Regions from separate parts of the Sus scrofa genome. Here regions 1 and 2 are each linked to region 3. The links are chromatin contacts, called in public HiChIP or PLAC-seq maps. All regions are on one chromosome and are shown on one strand. Each heading gives the region's core, a stretch centred on a gene start, on an enhancer-like site or on the middle of the called end of the contact. The rest is flanking DNA. Distances are from core to core; before and after follow the strand shown.

What was found. HiChIP or PLAC-seq counts read pairs in DNA pulled down with a chosen protein or histone mark.
Region 1: a contact with region 3 is called in an H3K27ac HiChIP or PLAC-seq map of alveolar macrophages. The contact joins two enhancer-like sites. A contact is called at or near these places in 1 of 47 Hi-C or Micro-C datasets (embryonic fibroblasts) and 1 of 2 datasets of contacts at active chromatin or transcription factors (alveolar macrophages).
Region 2: a contact with region 3 is called in an H3K27ac HiChIP or PLAC-seq map of alveolar macrophages. The contact joins two enhancer-like sites. A contact is called at or near these places in 1 of 47 Hi-C or Micro-C datasets (embryonic fibroblasts) and 1 of 2 datasets of contacts at active chromatin or transcription factors (alveolar macrophages).

What each region holds. Positions count from the first base shown.
Region 1 is chr13:199,387,483-199,391,486 of Sscrofa11.1, forward strand. No RefSeq gene overlaps it. Among named protein-coding and RNA genes, the nearest start is that of SETD4, 200 kb to the right of the region's middle. Within about 2 kb of position 2,314, at least 5 of the 83 cell types and tissues checked have an H3K27ac peak or open chromatin away from gene starts, as enhancers often do. A contact at or near this core is called in alveolar macrophages, where this site is marked.
Region 2 is chr13:199,471,191-199,475,067 of Sscrofa11.1, forward strand. No RefSeq gene overlaps it. Among named protein-coding and RNA genes, the nearest start is that of SETD4, 120 kb to the right of the region's middle. Within about 2 kb of position 2,196, at least 17 of the 83 cell types and tissues checked have an H3K27ac peak or open chromatin away from gene starts, as enhancers often do. A contact at or near this core is called in alveolar macrophages, where this site is marked.
Region 3 is chr13:198,854,980-198,859,061 of Sscrofa11.1, forward strand. The region is part of intron 1 of LOC106505851 (a long non-coding RNA gene); the gene reads left to right. Among named protein-coding and RNA genes, the nearest start is that of RUNX1, 220 kb to the left of the region's middle. Within about 2 kb of position 1,607, at least 4 of the 83 cell types and tissues checked have an H3K27ac peak or open chromatin away from gene starts, as enhancers often do. A contact at or near this core is called in alveolar macrophages, where this site is marked.

The DNA of each region.
Region 1 (4,004 bases), core at 1,064-3,563, 530 kb after region 3:
TTATGTAACCAAAGTCAAATAACCTCACAGGCTTGCTGACCACCTTTCGAGAAAGAAACACCCAGTAGTACAACCGGTAAAACTGATCCCGGCTCAAAGGATACGCAAGGGAGAGAGGAAAGCGGGCAGGGTCTCGGCGCCTTCCACTCTTAATTACAGGAGAGAGTGGTTCATTCATGGCTTCCCGCCCAGAGGCTTCTATCTCCCCAGCCCCCTCTGCCCGCCTGCCACCCCCCAGGGGAGGTTGTGTCCTTCTTTTCTTTCTTGGGTCAGGTTTCAGGCTGACACGTGGTAATTGATTCCGTTTCTGGTTAGACGGGTGTTAAGTGGGAGGGATGAAGTTTCCGTGAAAACAAATAGCACTTCATGGGTCTGACCTTTCCTCGTTGGGGCTTTTGTTGTGGTCGGCTCTGGGATGTGCAGTTCAAAACCTGCATGAGCCCGTTGTGTCTGTGTCTGCAGCTCCCCCGATTCACCTTCATCAGCTCCCAATGTGCAGAGGACAGCTAGATTGTCTCAGTGTCGCTTCTGGCTTGATGACAGCCCAGCAGCAGGTGGAGGCTCCAATTCACCCCCGAGAATTGGTGTCTGAGAGATAGAGATGGCCAAGTGTGGCCTAAGCCTTCTAGGATAGCATGTCTCCATGGAAAAGACTTAACATTCCGGAGACAATGAGAAGAGAGCTTCTAATGATGGTACCCCCAGTCCAAGGGCTGCCTCCAATCTGTGGCACGATTTCAGCATTCGCTCCAACCACCAGAAAAAGGGATCAGCGCTGCCATGTGAGGCTCGAAGGGAGCCCAATACAACAAATAGTGGGGAGTGATTGGCATGGCCACCCTCTGCATTTTTCGGATCCCCTTCGGGACTGAAAGGTGCATTTCTGCAGAGCTGGGAGGACTGTCCTTGCTCTGCAGATGCTGCCCTGGGCTGATGAGAACCACCTTGCATGAGATCACACCCTTTTCCTGCAAAACCTGAAGTCTAATGACTGGCTGACAAGTCAGGAGCATGGCAGCCTGACCTCCTGCTCCAACTCAGCAGGATTCTGAAAACGATGCCAGCTTCCATGGGATAAGAGCCACATTGTTCAATTTCTCCTCTGGCCCCTGCTGCTTCCTCCCTGGTTGGATCACCAGAGTGCCCCTAACCAACGTCCACCATGCTGATGTGCCCCTCACCGTCTGCTTCAGGAACCCACCCTGATGCCAGAAGTGGTTCCAGAAAGCAAGGCTAATTAATATAATTTCAGAACTGGACCACCCACTGCCCAGCTAGCAGTGAATCTCTATCACGCAGCTCGAGGTTCAAAGCAGCAGAGAACTGGGGCAGGAAATGCATGGCCCGTGCATTTCCACTGGCTGTTTGAGAAATACAAACAGGAAAGAGCCATTCTGAAGAGGTAAGATTGGATGGCTGTTGTCCAGGTCTCTTGATGTTTGGGAGGGTGACAGCAAAAGCCTGAGGATGTTAACCATCAATGAAATGCTAAGTGTGAAAGGCAGAAGTCCTCCTTGCCAGCTCCTAAAGAGACTCAGCCCTCGTATTCAAATTGCAGAGAAAGCTAAGGATCAGGCACAGGACTTATTCATGAAAATAGCAGGGTTCCACGGGATCTCAACCAAACCTGGCAGCTCTGCTTGGACAAAGCTCAGAGCTCCTGGTGGGAAAGAATCATGCCCCCAGTCCCCAAGTGTTTAGGAACAGATAAACTGATGGTTGCCAAGGCTTACACAAATAAGAGCTATCACAGTGAGGAAGCTCAAGGGGGAAGTTTCTAAACTGTCTCCTACCCCAGCCAAGAGAGTAAATCAAAAACGATATCGTATCCTTGGATGGGTTAGAGGGGGAGGTTTGGATTTTGAAGCTTAGAACTACCCTTAAGTACCTACAGGATGCAGAGTGTGGCTGTTATCATATCACCATTGAATTAATCAGTCTGGGCCCTGCAGAACTCACATCGGTCCTGGAGGGTGACAGACTCCTACAGACTTAAACAAGCAGCAGCCACAGCTGGCACTGAAGCTTCCTTACCAGATAGTCTATTTTTTCTTAAACACAGGCTCAGGTACATGGTGTGCAGCCTTTGATCTGGGAACTCTGTCCTTTCATCCCTATCAAAAAGAAGGATCAGAAACAGTTCACATTTGCTCAGAACAGACAACGGTATTCATTTGCAGTGTTGACCCAGGGCTATGCTAACTCTCTTCTCTCTGTCATAATATAGTCTGAGGAGCCCTGGACAAGCTGGGCATTTGCAGGATATCAGGCTGGGGGTGACATCATGTAAATCAGACCTGATGAGCAAGAAGTGTCAAGGATACTCAAAGCCTTCACAAGTCAGACTCATGCCATAAATAAAATGGGAACTAACCATCACAGGCCACATCAGCAAACTTTTTAAAGGTCTAGGGTCTAGGCATTTCAGGATATCTCAGCCAAAGTAAATAACAAATTATTATCTCACCCCTTCTTAAAAAAAAAAAAAGTAAAACTGCAGCACAATAGCCTTTAGGTTTCAGGGACACTAGTTTCACAGTTGGGAATATTGCTCGTATCCATATAACAAGGGATAGAATGGCCATCAAAACAGGGAAATCTCTGCAAAAGTCCTGCCACAGCATAAATGGCCCTATGGCCTAAGCTTCATGGCCCAGCAGACCCTCTGGCATTAGTAGTACTAGTGATGGAAAAGAAACACAGTGTGGAGTTTTTGGCAATCCAAATTGGGAAAATCACAACTCCGAAACTTAAGAGTTCTGGAGCAAACATGTCCACTACATCTAATAACAATATAGCTTTAGAATAAAGAGCACCCCGCATGCTGCTGTCCCCAACCAGGGGACACGAGGTAATCAACCATCCATGATGAGCTGGGTTCCGTCACACCCAGGAAGCCACATACCCAACAGCCATCTATTGTAAGATGAAAGTGGTGCATCCAGATCAGGGCATAAACAAGTTATCCCAGCAGGTACCCCAGATCTCCATGGTATTCACCATTGCTGCATCAGTGCCTCCCCTTAGCTCATACCCATGGCCACATGGGAGGTCCGTTATGACCAGCTGATGGAGCAGGGGAAAGCCCAAGCTTGATTTATCCATGAGTCAGCTGAATACCAAAGGCACAAGCCAAACAAACAGTGGCTGCTGTTCAGCCTCACTTGGAGGGGGCGGCCTTAAAAGATAGTGGTTGGAGGAAACCATCCCAAAGTCAGCACTTTGGATGGCGCGTACTCCATGTTAAAAGGGAACTGGGACTTGGAAATGGCCAGTGTACAGATAACATGAGGTCCTTACACCATGACTGGACTTGGATAGACAGCAACATCTCTGGGTAGTTTATGTCACTGTCTCCAAAATCTAGACAAGCATCAGAACCACCTGTTGAAAAGTTTTAAAGACTGTAAGTCCCTAACCCCCATCTCAAAATTACTGAAATAAATGCCCCAGAGAAGGAGCTCATACGTCTATATTTTATGAAAGATCCTTAAGTGATTCTGCTATTGCTAGTCCTTGAACTGGTATTTGGAAAACATTTGTTTAAGTGATCAGCAATGCCACAAAGAAGAAAAAAAAAATATTAGCAAATACTGCAAACACACAACTAGTCCTATTGTGGTAATCATTTTGCAACATATATGTGTATCAAATCATCGTGTTGTACAGCTTAAACTTAGAGTGTTATATGTCAATTATATCTCATAAAGCTGGGGGGGGAGAAAAATATATAAATTTTTAAAATCAAGCACATGTAAGACTATGCGCTTTAATATATGTCACCCTCTGGGGTATGTGTTATTACTAACCCATCTGGTAGGTGAGAACACTGAAGTGACCTGACCTACTCAGGGTCATTTAGATGCAAATGATGGAGACAGTATTTGAACTTAGCCTGACTCTGGGGTCCCTGTGCTTAATCATGATGTCTAGTGGAAAATTCACTCAAGAAAAGTGAAGGGGCAAGAAAAATCTGTAATCCCCAAGCCTGTACAGTTGTAAGG
Region 2 (3,877 bases), core at 946-3,445, 620 kb after region 3:
AAAACAGAACATTCCAGATTTTAGAAAGGAAATACATGTTTAATCTAATTTAATTTTTTAAAAAGGAATGCCATTTGAAAAACATTAAGAAGTGTTCTTGTATACCAAAAGCTGACTTTTAGAAATGAATTTATTTTTATTTCAAAAAGGCTTTAAAAATTAGTAGCCTTTTAATTCACATCAAGCTTTTAAAAAAAAATTAAAGAAGCTTTTCTCAATAGTAATTGTCACATTTCAAGCCCCACATTTGGATTTTTTTGAAAAGGGAATATCTGGTGAAAGAATGTGGAGTGTTACAAGAACCATGCGAAAAAGCTGCCCTTTAGATTCCAAATTCCAAATGGAGACAAACCTTGGCGTCTCAACAGCTTCTACATCTTAATGTCATCTTCTACATCTTCTACGTCTTCTGGATCTTAATGTCTCTACATTAAGCCCACCACGTTTGGAACAAAGGGTTTCTTTGAGTGATGGGCATCCTTGATAATGCACCGGTGAGAGTTCCCTTGCGGCAAAGCAGGCTAAGGATCCGTTATAGTCACTGCAGCAGCTCATTCAGCTCAGGTCACTGCTGTGGTGTGTGTTTGATCCTGGCCCAGGAATTTCCAAGTGCCTTGAGTTTGGCTATAATAATAATAACAATAGTGTACAGGTAGCTGCTCACGATTCTCTCCTAGTGACAAAAAGACCCTCTAAACGCTATGAAGCTGGGTAATTGAACCCAAGCAGCCGTGTTAAAACAGCAATCTTTTCTGACAGAAACTAGAGTTAAGCTTTCAGGAAATACTGTGTAAGGCAAGGAGAAAAACAGCTTATTTGCAAAACAGAACAATCTGAGTTTCCTACCCTAATGTTGTCTTCTGTGAAGCGATGCTGCCTGAGAAATACTTTCCAAATTTAGACACAATTCTAGTTTCAGAATCCCTGATCGGCCCTGAGTTTATAACAAAAAGGAATATCATTTGAAAGGATACAACAAATAAAAATGTAACCAAAAGGATGGAGAGTTCTTCTCTGAGGACGTTTGCATTTTGCTTCCATATCAAGAATACGTGAACTAATTATTTATACCTCAATAAAACTTTAAAAAAAGAATACATGTGTCCTCCTTTAATCCAATTACAGATATTTATTTTAAAGAATCAATCAGAGAGGTGGAAAATGCATATGTAAAAATATCTTTCAGCATCATTTCTGAAGTAAATTTGGAGCAACCTCAATCTCTGCCAATAGGAAAATGATTAAACAAGTGAAGCACGGGCAAAAGATGGGCTACTACGCTGCTGTTGAAAATTGGGTTTTTAAAGAGAATAATATGGGATATTATAAGGGAGTATTTCATAATATAATATAAATGCACAGGAGATGTAAATTATAAATTAACTGATGTAATTTTGTCTCTAAACGCTAAGAATATTATTTTCATGATACTCCTTTTTTCAAATTTTTACAGTGAAATGTATCATTCATATTGGAAGGTGGGGAATACGGCTATTCAAAGAAATGCATTTATCCAGAAGACTCCTTTTCAGTGTTCCTGTTTTACATGGATGTTAGTATGTCTAAGTGAAGCCTGCATGCCGCAACCCTCGCGCGTTCCCCGGCCCCGCAAGGCATTCTAGTCTGACTAGTCTGCACCCCAAGGGAAAGACTTACAGAAGTCCGGGAACGCTAATCTACTTTTCAGTTACTCTGATGATTAAGTTTGACCACAAAGCAGTGCCAGTAGAGTAGGTTTGTCTCTTCAACAACAGATGATTCCGCCCCCAAGAATCACAGATAAACAGTTCACAAATGCACTATCTCCTAAACACCGTCAGGGCTCCAGTGCTCGTGTGTTGACACAGAAAGTGCATCAAAGCTGTGTGTGCAAGTTGGCCTGTGGGCAAGAAAGAGAGGGAGAGAAGGAGGAGGAGGGAGGGGGGGGAAGTGAGGGGAGAAAGGGAGAGAGTGTTCACACCAGTGACTCAAGTCTGTGCTTGGCTAATTTAAAATTCGCTGACTCGAAAATGTTCCTAGCATCCAGGATAGGGTAGCTAAGCCCGACTCAAGGAGAATAGCCCTCTGTTCCTTCTTCCACTTTACACGAACATCACAGCTTTGTCTGACGCGTCTGTATACACAAGTCGTCTAGAGCACTTGAACTGGTGCCCAGCAAAAAGGGAGAACTGAGCCCTTCTTTCAACAGGATTCCGAGCCTTAGCTTCAGGCATTATCTGCAGGCAGGAACGCGTCTGCGTATTAATGTAGATCTAGCACGGATACGAGAGACATCTAGCGGCAGTTGGGTGAAACAGGGCAACATACAGACTACGGAGAGAAAGCAAGGCGTCCTTCATTTACAATTGTTTTATCTGATAATTATTATTAAATATCTAATGTATCAGGCACTAAGCTAAGTTTGAAGGGATACAGCAAACAAAGATAAAAAACAGAATTTTCAATAATTTGCATGACATTTGTATCAGAATTTTCCATAATGTATAAATATGTAAATATATTTGAAAATGTCTTTCTTTCTGTCATCTCTATTTATGAACGACAAAACAAAATCCCACATTCAAAACAGAACATCTCTCAAAGCAAGACCAAAATATTTGTTATCCAATGGTAAGACAATGATTTTCAAAAAGTTCTAGAAAATAAAAGCAAATGCTATATCAATAATTCCAAATTTGAGATACTTGCAAGATTGTTTTCTTTCTTTGATTTTTATAACAAGTTCACCCATTTCCTCTTAACCAGAAACTGAGTATTAGGAAATAGTGCTTTTTTTTTTTTTTTTAATGTCCACGGCCGCAGCATATGGAAGTTTCCAGGCCAGGGATTGAATCCAAGCCAAGGCTGTGCCATTCAGGCTGGGGATTGAACCATGTCTCTTCAGCAACCAGAGCCACTGCAGTAGGATTCTTAGCCCATGGCACCACATCAGGAACTCTAGAAATAGTACTTTTAAAGTGACTTTATATAAATCTTGTTCTGATTGTTATAGAAATTAATTTTATACCATCCTTTATGTTAATCAGTTCAAGCATTATGCTCACAAACTAACCAAAGGCAAATATAAAACTATAATACTCTGATTCAGGTCCATCAATAATTAGTATACAAAAAATTTTCTGTGCTAATAATAGGAAACTATCTCTCTGTGTGTATGCGTGTGCATGTGTGTTCATGTGTGTGCATGCATGTTTCATCCTTGACTTACCTCCCACCACTAAGAAATATCAATATGTGGAAATTCTAGGCTGCTTTTTACCTTTAGTTGTGTCCTAACGTATTGCATGTATAAAATGGCACACCATCGTATTTTCTTTCCTTTGTAAGAAAGGAAAAATACTTCAAACTCTGTCTTTTAAGCACCAGAGAGGTTTGTGCACAATTATAAGGAAGAAAAGTTGGTACCTTTCTTCCAGGCAGGAACGACGCCAACCCAAACCGCCAGATCTTATAAGGTCCATGCAAGTAAAGCAACTCAACTTAGAGTTTATCCTACTGAGGGGTTTTGGTGAATGAAAAATAGAGGATATGTCATTTATTTTATAAGCAAAGACTAAGAAACATTAAATTATTCTGTAAGTGCAATAAGTGAAATAAGCCTGTGTCTATATTATGTACATTTCAGGAGAAGACATAGTGACGGCAGTGAGAGAGTCTGGAAAAAAAAGACAGAGTATGAAACCAATCTTCATCTTATCATTTGCTCCATGGCCTTAGTACCTCAGAACGTGTCTTTATCTGGAGATGGGTCTTTACAGAGTCATAATGTTAAATGAGGTCACTAGGGTGGGCCCCAATGCAATGCAACTGTGTCCTTCAAAGAAGGAGATATTTGAACACAGAAAGAGGCAAACTCAGAGGGAAGATGATGTGAAGA
Region 3 (4,082 bases), core at 357-2,856:
AAAAAAATCTAAATCAGGTGTTTTCAGAAAAGATTTTAAAAATAATTACACAATTCCTTCTGTAACTCTTATGTATATTATTTTAAAAGTTGCCACTAGTGATTAATTTTAGCATATCACATATATACTGCTTATATAGCCAGCTAGTGTTAAATGTTAAATGAGCAATTATTAGGAGCCAGGCCTGGGCTGAGTACTTTCGGTGTATCATCTCACTTCATCATCACAACGAGCCCTTGATGGTGGCTAAATTATGGAACCCAAAACATGTCATGAGTGTGTGAGAGCCTGACTCTAATCTCTTCTTCTGCCTTCCAGAGTCCACACTCTTAACTGATACAGCATTCTGCCAACAGAATATTGAGTCTACACAGTCGTCCTGCTCTTGAGACTGCTAGGGCTGAAAGGAGGGCCAGAAGGGAAAATAAGAAGGGGTCACCACAGGTGGCTGATTTCACTGGCCAGACATTTTAGTCTCTTTCTTTGATTTTTAAATGGAAAAGAGCAAAGCTAGAATAAGGCTGATTTTTGAATTCATATGTATGACAATTCAAAACATGTATTATAACATGATTAAATCCCCTAAAAAAGAAATAAATGGGTGAGAAAAGACAGAGAAAAACCGTGTGTGTATGCATGTAAGGATGCTTGTTAATACAGAGGTTTCCTCAAAGGACTAACATTTTAGTTTGAAAAGGTAATTTGTGTGGTTAATTGTCCTTGAGGGAATTTAAGTTATACAGCTTTCAATACATATACTATTAAGAAATTTAAGGCATATTTGGGGGAGTATTTGACCTCATACCACAACTAACCATAAGTGACACAGGGTGTTGTAGGTTGAAGAGCTGAACTGTGTCCCTTAAGATGTGTGACAGTCCTAATACCTGGTACTTGTGACTGTGACCTTATTTGGACCTAGGGTCTTCACAGATGCCCTCAGGCTGACATGAAAATTATTAGGGTGGACCTTCATCCAAATGTGACCGGTGTCCTTATAAGAAGAGGAATATTTGGATGCAGATGTGCAAGGAAAACTCCACGTTGATGAAAGAGGCAGCAGTGAGCTGCACGAGGTGACGAAGATGCAAGACGAGGAACCCCAAGGAGTATCATCAGCACCAGAAGCTGGAAGGGGCAAGCGAGGATTCCACCCAGAGTCTCGGGCTGAGCCCGGCCCCGATGACACCTTGGTTTTGGACTTTTGGTCTCTGGGAGTGTGAAAGAATCCATTTCTGTTGTTCTCCACCTGATTTGTGGTATTTTGTACTGAAGGCCTCAGGAAACTAATACACAGGGGTTTGGGCAGGAAAGGAGCAGTGCAGTTTGAAGACAAGAATAATTGGGTACTGGAGGAAAGGGGAAGAGAAATAATGATGACATAGGAAAGAGGTGACATGTCCCGGAAAAAGAGGAAGTCTTGACGCACCTACTTTTTTTGTTTTGATTTTCTTAGAATTCAAAATATGCCGAAAAAAGTTCATGTAAGTTGAGTGTCACAGATATCATCACAGAAGAGAAAACCACCCACAAACCTTGCTGTCCAGATGCATGAGGGTGAATCAAAACGGATGGTATACTTCACGAAAAGGAACCAAATATGTTATCATAATTACTAAACAGAATATCACAATGTGACAGTGTGTGTGTGTGTGTGATGCAGTGCGCTGAACAGCACTGACCCTCATTGAGAAAGAGCACTTTTTAGGGAATTTCCCATTGGATTTTTTTTCCCACTCTGGGTCTCACGCACTGACAGCACCATCCTAGAATAGGGTGTTGATAAGACAGCTTTTAACTCAGATATTCATGATGATCACAGAAGAACTGGATCATTGTTACTGGACAGGCCACAGGAGGAAGTATGAATTATTCACCATGTGGATTTACATGAAATGATCTGTCTAGGACATGGGACGGATTCTGGGAAAAGTCCCAGTTTTGTTCGCAGTGAAGCACAGGAGAGATGGCTTCCCAGGGTGACCCACAGAAACACCTCGGCAGAGGGCTGATGTGGGGGCTCTGTTGTTCATTGAACTTTGTCGTTGGGCCAGTTGGTCTGTGTTCCTCTCAGGATCTTTATACCTGGCCTTGCCTTTGCTTCTCGCCAAGCTCAAAGCCTTCCCTGACCTTCTAATCCCAGGACTAACCAGATCCCCTGTAACTGGAGCAAACTTGACCTGCACACCCTGAGAAGCTGATGTTCTGTTTTGCCAGCGATGTCAATGCATGAGTGATTTTTGTATTCCCATTTTGGGGAGATAGTCTCTTTAACTGATGGCATAAACTGTAACCAGATGCTGCCTTCATTCTCTTCTTTCTATGGTTTGTTGCCCAGGCTCTGGAAGGAACCTTGACATCAAGCTCTACTCATGACATTTAATAGCTGTTTGACACAGGCTACATTTCTTAACCCCAAACCAAGTTTCCACACCTGTCAGATGGTCATGTTACTATTGCAGATCCTTAGTAAGCATCGAATGAGGCAATTTTTAGAAGTTGGTTTCTTTTATTATAAAAATGGCTTATCCACTCTGGCATTTTTAGAGGGATGTGAATGGTAGGGCTACACCCAGAGAAATGAGGGACTGTCTCATATTGGAGGCTAGATCCCAGGGCCTTTGGAGAAAGCACTGTGAGGTCTGCCCTGGTACCTGTTAGATGACACAGGTTCCTGTTGTCACAGTGGGATGATCACACCCATCCTCCTGCTTGTGGTCCTCCTTTCCTTGGTCCTTCTCTCCACACACCCTGCCCCCCCGCCCCCCGAGTGAGCGCATCCATCCAGGGTGAACAAACCATTGTAATGGTGACGGCTCTCAGCTGAGCTCCAGGCTACTGTATCCAACTCCTCCTCCACTGGTGCACAGACCTCTCAAAATTAAACTCTCTGCTGTTGTTCTATTGCTTCTTGCCCACTCTGTCCCATTTCTCCTTCGTCTTCCACATTTCAGAAAGTGGTGTCATGGGCCATCCAGCCAATCCATTCAAGAGCCATTATCTCACACTCAGTCACCAGTGAGTTCTTTTTTTTTTTTTTTTTGGTCATTTTAGGGCCGCAGTCATGGCATATGGAGGTTCCCACACTAGGGGTCAAATCAGAGCTGTAGCTGCTGCCCTAACACCACAGCCACGGCAATGCCAGATATGAGCCACATCTGTGACCCACACCATAGCTCAGGGCAATGGCAGATCCTTAACCCACTGAGCAAGGCCAGGGACAGAACCTACATCCTCATGATATTAGTCAGATTTGTTTCTGTGGAGCCACAATGGGAACTCCCACCAGTGAGTTCTGCTGATGCCAAGTCAAGACTAGATCTCAAATCTGTCCTTCCCCTCTCCCTCCCCAAGACTCTTGTTCCCACCACCCATCTCTTTATTCCTCACCCTTGTCCTCCCATCCACACTACACCCTAGAGGCAGAAAGACAGCTTCTCAAATATAAATGAGCTCATTTCACAGTCCCACTTACAACCCTCTGCTGGCTTCCCAGTGTACTTAGGCTAAAACCTAAGCTCTTTCCTGTAGCTTCCAAGGCTCTGAATGACCTCCTCCCTGCCCACTTCTCCACCTTCCTTCAGATCACTTTCTGCACATTAGTTTCGAGCTACCTCCTGCTTGGTGCTTTCCTGCCTAGGGCCTTTGTACCTGCCATGCCCTCTGCCAGGATGGGTCTCCCACCTGATCTTCCAGTGGCAGGGTCAGTGGAAAGGGCACCTCCCCAGAGACCTATACAAACCACTCAATTATAAGAGGCCCTGGTTCTGCAGTGTTCCCCCATTCAGCCCTACTATTGTTTTCCTCAGAAAGCACAGCATGTGATTATTTTTATGCGTTTTCTATTGTATTGCTGTATAACATATACCAAAGTGCACTGATTTTAAGTGTGCAGCTTGATGAATTTTTACATATCTAAACTTGCATCACTACCACCCATAGCAAGAAATAGAACGTAACTACAATCCCAGATTTCCCTGTAGCCTCCCCAAGTCAGTCTCCAAAGTCTCTTCCTTCCCTTCCTTCCCTTGCTTCTTCCAGAAGCAAGCACTGATCTGATTTTTCCCAGCCTACTGATTTTG